2 separate regions of the Anser cygnoides genome follow, and region 1 is linked to region 2. A link is a contact called in public Hi-C data. All regions are on one chromosome and are shown on one strand. The core of a region is the stretch at or near the end of the contact, and the rest is flanking DNA. Distances in the headings are between cores, read along the strand shown. Region 1 holds the start of HSPA2 (heat shock protein family A (Hsp70) member 2). Region 2 holds the start of BTBD6 (BTB domain containing 6).

Region 1 (3,417 bases), core at 729-3,228, 130 kb before region 2:
TCTTTGTATTTCTCCAGCATTTCTCTTTGCTCCCTATGATACAATCAACTGAATGAAGTAGCAGGGAATTACAGGAAGAGATACTTCAGTGATGAATCAGTCACTGGTCTGACTACAAGAGAAATCAACACCCTTCCCATCAAAGAAATATGCACACGAGAGGTACAGAGAACCTCCTGCTGGAGGTAGGGAGGCTGACACCTTCCATTTTCCATTCACTGCTGGATTTCTCCAAGGTCAGAACCGCTGTGTTAAAAAGGACCGGGTTGTGTGGAAGAGCAATAGTTACCTAAGAATGTTCATTATTTACCATCAGAAATGGAAGCCCTTCTGTCCCCAAACTACATACATGCACGCTACATAAGAGGCAGAATTTTCATGTCATGTAAAAACGTTTTCAAAAACAAACTAATTGAAACAAGGATGTTTCTGAGAGGGTGTAATAACTGCATGAGCATAAGCCATACTGGTAAAAGCTGTAACATTTTCTATGAGGGCTGCTATAACATAACGCTAAAGGCTGGGGACAACATTAACGAAAGATGATTTAAACATACAGTGCGTTTAATCCTTCCTTCACGTAACACAAAAGTCTGTGTGTAGCAGACTTTCAGCTGCACTTTTAAAGCAGCTATCCACAAGTTGCTCAGGGGAAGAGAGATCTGAACGCGGCATTTTGGTCTCCTGACTATAATTGGAATATTTTGAAGTGTTTGCCTCAAACTTAGGAGGAATAACTTGGAGCAACCGCGGCAGATTTTCATGTTTAATATATTTTCATCAAAGCCCTCGCCTCGCTCCGAGTTAATAGCCCCAAAGCCTTTGCTAAATGTAGGCGTGACGACATTTTACATTAGCACAACCGACAAAAATTTGGAGACGTTTCAAGAATGGCCAACAGGCAGCAACAGGGCTCCCCAGCCGCCCACGCTGCTCTTTTCCAGAGGGGGACAGCGAGGTGCCTCGGCGGCCACCGGAGGTGACAGCCCCCCGCGGGCGGGCTGCTCGGGGCGGCGGGCTGAGGGGAGAAGCGGCGGGCAGTTTGTCCGTCTGTCCGTCCGTCTGCCCGGCCGCGGCGGCTGTCAGCCCGCCAAGTTAAGCCGAAATAAGGCTAAAAATTGCCTCGGCCCCGCTGGCGGCGGGACTGTCCCTCTGCCATAGAGGGAACGAGCCGAGCTCTGAGGAAAATTCTCCTCAGGAACGGGGCGGGGGGGTATGGGGGGGGGGGCGCCTCAGCGGCCGCAGCTCCCTGACGAGACGGGGGCGGGCTGGCAGGAGGGCGGCGTGAGAGGGACGAGGAGGGGGGGGGGGGGAACTGCCGCCTTGCGACCAAATAAGGGTAAATTCGCCACCAGCCGGCCGCTGGGAGGTGACACGCAGCGTTTGACGGAACTTTCAGGAATTACAAACACTGCGAGGCGAGCTGCTGCCCCCCCGGCCCCCCTCCCCTGGCGCCCCTCAGGGGCTCGGGATTCGGGGGGGGGGGGGGGGGGGGGGGGGGGGGGGGCGCGCCCAGCCCCTTGGCAGCGCGGCGCGAGTTGCGTAGCGACCACGCCCCGCCCCCGCTTGCCCCGCCCCCTCGCCCTCCTGCCCGCTTCCTATTGGATAACGCTGACGTCGATCCCCGGCCCTCGCGTCTAACGTCCACTGGAACTTTCTAGCAGAGTTTCGGGGCGGGGGGGGCGGGGCGAGCGGGGAGCGCGCGCTGTGATTGGCCCGCGGCCGTGGCGCACGCTGGCAAGCGAGACGGATCGAGAAACAACAGGAAGAAGGCCGGCCACCGCCGCGCGGCGGGGAGGGGCGGGGCTGGCAGGGGGGCGGCGCGCTTCTGATTGGCTAGGAGGCAGGGGGCGGGCGCTCCTCGTGGAGGCGCGGCGGCGATTGGTCGCTCGCGGCAGGCGGGTGTCTGGATTGGTCCGGGGGGTTCTGGCAGGTTCCAGAAGGAGGCTGAGAGGGCTATAAAAGGGGCGCGGACGGCGCTGCAACGGCAGAACGTGCCGCAGAAGGCAGCGGGAGCGGGTGGCGGGGACGTAACCGGGAGCGAACGAGCAGCTGATCGCAGAAAGCCGCCGTCATGTCTGGCAAAGGGCCGGCGATCGGCATCGACCTGGGCACCACGTACTCATGCGTGGGCGTCTTCCAGCATGGCAAAGTGGAGATCATCGCCAACGACCAGGGCAACCGCACCACGCCCAGCTATGTGGCCTTCACCGATACTGAGCGGCTCATCGGCGATGCTGCCAAGAACCAGGTGGCGATGAACCCCACCAACACCATCTTTGATGCCAAGCGCCTCATCGGCCGCAAGTATGATGACCCCACGGTGCAGTCAGACATGAAGCACTGGCCCTTCCGTGTGGTGAACGAGGGTGGCAAGCCCAAGGTGCAGGTGGAGTACAAGGGTGAGATGAAGACCTTCTTCCCCGAGGAGATCAGCTCCATGGTGCTTACCAAGATGAAGGAGATTGCCGAGGCCTATCTGGGGCGCAAGGTGCAGAATGCTGTCATCACAGTGCCTGCTTACTTCAATGACTCCCAGCGCCAGGCCACCAAAGACGCTGGCACCATCACTGGCCTGAATGTGATGCGTATTATCAACGAGCCCACAGCAGCTGCGATAGCTTATGGCTTGGACAAGAAAGGTACTCGGGCTGGCGAGAAGAACGTGCTCATCTTTGACTTGGGAGGGGGCACTTTCGATGTTTCCATCCTTACCATTGAGGATGGCATCTTTGAGGTGAAGTCCACAGCTGGGGACACCCACCTGGGGGGGGAGGACTTTGACAACCGCATGGTGAACCATTTTGTGGAAGAATTCAAGCGTAAGCACAAGCGTGACATTGCTGGCAATAAGCGTGCGGTGAGGCGGCTGCGTACGGCTTGTGAGAGGGCAAAGCGCACTCTCAGCTCTTCCACGCAAGCTAGCATTGAGATCGACTCCCTGTACGAGGGCATTGACTTCTACACTTCCATTACTCGTGCCCGCTTTGAGGAGCTCAATGCCGACCTCTTCCGTGGCACCCTGGAGCCAGTAGAAAAGGCCCTGCGTGATGCCAAGCTAGACAAGGGCCAGATCCAGGAGATCGTGCTGGTTGGAGGCTCCACCCGTATCCCCAAGATCCAAAAACTACTACAGGACTTCTTCAATGGCAAAGAGCTCAACAAGAGCATCAATCCTGATGAGGCTGTTGCTTACGGTGCTGCAGTGCAAGCAGCTATCCTCATGGGAGACAAGTCCGAGAATGTGCAGGATCTGCTTCTGCTGGATGTCACCCCCCTGTCCCTGGGCATCGAGACAGCCGGTGGAGTGATGACTGCCCTCATCAAGCGTAACACCACCATTCCCACCAAACAAACTCAGACCTTCACCACCTACTCAGACAACCAGAGCAGTGTCCTGGTCCAGGTGTACGAGGG
Region 2 (3,580 bases), core at 238-2,737:
TCAGTACCGTGCGTCTGTGATGACTGAGCGTGCTGGCTCTTGATAAGAGCTACACTTAGGGAAAGTTAAAAGCTGCAGCTGAGGCAGGCGCCCGCCTTAGACAGTTCCCTTTAACTGCCATATATGTGAATTACTTCTGGGATTAGGCAAGAAGGATAATTAAGAAAAAAATGGAAAAGAGTTGTCATGGGGGTGGGGTAGAGAGGGGATATACTCAGCAGCATCACAAAAAGTGGGGGGGGGGGGGGGGGGGGGGAACAAAAATAATGCTCCGCACAAACCTTATGGGCAGGAACTTTCTTGGATGCCCCTGGCGGGCCCACGATGAAGTGGACGTCAGCCATGAGTTCGTTATTGAACATCAGCGCGTTCCTGCAAGCGAGGGGAAGGGAGGGAGGTGTGGAGGCCGCTCTGGGGCGGGCAGCCCCCCGTCGCCCCCCGAAGCCACCAGCCCGGCGGCGGGGCCGGTTGCCCCTTGTCCCTCGTCCCTTACCTCTCGCGCAGCGTGGGGTGGAAGGACTGCCAGTTGGCGCTCTCCAAGTTGTTGTTGTTGAGGTTCTGGAGCTGGGGCGGCGGGGGCGGCTGGGCGCTCTGCTGGAGCTGCAGCGCGTTCTTCTTGCTGTTGGCAGCGGTGGCGGCGGCGTTGCTGTTGGCGATGTTGGTGTTGGCGCTGGCAGGGTAAAGTTCTGCAGCCATCTTCTTCTTCAGGGCCAGGGGCACTATCTCATAGCATCCTGGCACCTTGCCGTTTGGCCTCACGCTCTTTTTGGACTTCTTTAAGGTCTCTGGAAGCAGAAGAAAAAAAGTCAAACACTTCATGATCCTGCCATTGAGGCAACCATGGGGCAGTGGCATGAGCAAGAGAACTAACAGATCCCAAGCGCAGGTCCCGCTAGCAGGAGACGCGGTTCGCTTCTAGGTGCGGGGTGACCTCTTTTTTTTTTTCCTCCTTTCTTTTTCCTCTTTTTTTCTCCTTGGCTCCAAGGGGGGCTGCCCAGCCTCCGCGCCGCCGCCACGACTGCAGCGAGCAGGGCTGGCAGGCAGCTCCTTCCCCCCGAGGAAAAAAAATATATTTAAAAAAAAAAATAGAAAAATAGAAAAAAAAAAAAAACCAAGCACACACCACCGAAAAAGCCACAGATCCAGCAGAGCAGACGCAGGGTTGAGGAGCGACAGTCAGTCCCCGGGTCCTCCAGCCGCTACAGCCCGCCGAGGCGCAGCCACCCGCCGGCTCCCCGCTGCTGCTGCGAACGATCGCGCCCGGCTCCGTCCTTCCCCGCCCGGCGGCGGCGGCTGCGGGGGCACATCGGCGGCGGGGCAGGGGCAGGGGCCGGGCCCGGGGCGGCTCCGGCTGCCCCGCACCAAGTTTCCTCCTCCTCGCCCCGCCGCGGGGGCGTCGCTGCCCCTCGGCGCTCCCCTCACGGCGGCGGCGGGACGCGGCTCGGCCCCGCTCGGCTCCCTTCGGCTCCGCTCGGCTCTGCCGGGCCCTGCCTCCGCCTCCCGCCCTAATAGGCAGCGCCGCGCCGCGCGTCACGGCCGCCCCCGCCAATCCGGGGAGCCGGGGGGAGCCGCCCCCCCCCCCCCCCTCCTCCTCCTTCCCACCCTTCCCCAGTCTCCGACGCCCGCCTGGGGGCGCAGAGCGGCCGGGGCCGTGCGCAGCGCCGAGCACCGCCGAGATGTGCCGAGCGCTTCCGAGCGCAGCCGAGATGTGCCGAGGAGAGCCGAGCGCGGCCGAGCCGGCCCCGCCCCGCCCCGCCGCACTTCCCGGCCGCACCGGGCGGGGGCGCCGCTGCCCCGCGCTGGGGCGGGGGGGGGTGGGATGGGGTGGGATGGGGGGGGTGGGATGGATGGGATGGGCTGTGCGGACCGGGGGGGGGCCCGGGGCCTCCTCCCGGAGCCTTTCTGGCGGGTACTGCCCCCACACCCCGGTTTCCCACTTTAGTTTTCCCTTTTATTTCCACCCCCCTTTAATTTTTCCCCATTTATTTTTTCCCACTTTACTTTCCCCCCTATTTTTCCCACTTTATTCTTTCCCCCTATTTTTTCCCCCTTCAACCCCTCCCTTTATTCCCCCTCTTTATTCCCCCCCTTTATTTATCCCCTTTATTTTTTCCCCCGTTTATTCTGCCCTTTATTTTTTCACCCCATTATTTTTCCCCCTTTATTTTTCTCCTTTTATTTATTTCCCCTTTGTATTTTCCCCCTTTTTTCCCTCTCTCCCCCCCCCTTTTTTTCCCCTTTTCTCCCCCCCCTTTTTACCCCTTTTCTCCCCTCTTTTTTCCCCCTGTTTTTTCCCTCTTTATTTTTTCCCCTTTATTGATTTCCCCCCTTTTTTTTCCTACATTTATTATTTCATCACCCTGAGGCCCTCACAGTGCCCCCTCCTCGCTCCCCCCGTGCTCCTCGCCCGCCCTGCAGCCCCGTTACTGCCGGGGAAGGCTCTCTTAAACACTGCACTGGGAGTTTTTCACTCTTCCTGCCACTTCTGCAGGTGGGATAGGGAGCTGCGCCTTTCCTTAAAAATAAAATAAAATAAATAAATAAATAAACCCATTTGCGTCGCAGCCCCCGTTGCGGAAAGCCGGTTTTGCCCCAGCCGAAGCAGCAGCCCCTGAGCGAGGACCTGAGCCCCTGGGGACAGGGGGGGCTCCTTGGGGCGCAGCGCGGTGCTGGGCTGCTGCAACTTGGGTTGAACCCCAGAAGGGTTCGTTCGCCCTGCTTTGGGTTTAGCAGCATCTTAAGAAGTCTTTGTTCCTATTTTTTTTCGGCCCATGCCGGAGATGGTCGTGTTAGCTTTGGCCCGACGTTTAATTTATGTATTGGTAGCTTTGCATCCTGGCCATTTATGGCCTCTTTATGGCTTTTCGCTTAAAAACCGTCCGTGTATTCATTTTCTGACTGGTAGCTTTCAGAACTTGAATTAACGACGTGTAATGTTTTGGCAAATGACCCGTGGGCACGAGCGCTGGCAGAGACCTCAGAGCAGCCGCCACGCGGACCTGCCTCGGTGCTCCCCGATCCCAGAGGGGGCCGAGGAGCCCCCACTGCAACCCCTGTCCTTGGCAGGAGCCGGGTCCCTGCCCCAAAACAGGCAGCTGGGGGCAGAGCAGGCACCGGGGGGCTTTGGGTGCCAGGCACCCATCGCTCCTGGAAGCGCTTCTTCTCCTATTTTGGGTTTGTTTCTGATAATTTTATAAACCCTACTTTTCTAACAAACTGTAGTTGTGTCAATGGGCATGTATGTGAAAAAGTGCTTAAAAATGGGTTTTCCTAAGCTGTTCTCCCAGGCAATCTGCTTACAACGAGCACCTAAACATGGTAGGGAGCTACTAGTAGGTAGGGATCTAGTAGCACACCGCACGGATAGTTGGAAGTATGGAGCCTTAAAAAATCACAGGGATCGGTCAATCCCTGGGTTTTTGTCATCACGTTTAGGAGACGGCTGCACTTGGGCGTTTCTGAAGTTTTGAGGGAGATGCGGCTGGAAGTTTTTGCTCGCTAAGTGCAACGCTTACATTTACGTGCCTCTGTAGGACTGACAGGCGTAATCACGTTCGCTGTGATCGTGGTAATTACGGAG

Evidence for each region. Hi-C and Micro-C count contacts between places; a contact is called where the count stands out from the background.
Region 1: a Hi-C map of liver shows a contact between it and region 2, with 7 times the contacts expected there. The contact joins the promoter of HSPA2 here to the promoter of BTBD6 in region 2. A contact is called at or near these places in 2 of 7 Hi-C or Micro-C datasets (both in liver).

The regions. Positions count from the first base shown.
Region 1 is chr5:59,052,266-59,055,682 of Taihu_goose_T2T_genome, reverse strand. HSPA2 (heat shock protein family A (Hsp70) member 2) reads left to right here and starts at 1,978. Exons shown (of 1, transcript XM_013183105.3): 1 at 1,978-3,417. The coding sequence starts at 2,075.
Region 2 is chr5:58,920,287-58,923,866 of Taihu_goose_T2T_genome, reverse strand. It overlaps BTBD6 (BTB domain containing 6), which reads right to left and starts at 1,487. Exons shown (of 5, transcript XM_048080665.2): 1 at 1,124-1,487; 2 at 494-785; 3 at 282-372. The coding sequence starts at 696. The region is part of intron 2 of BRF1 (BRF1 RNA polymerase III transcription initiation factor subunit); the gene reads left to right.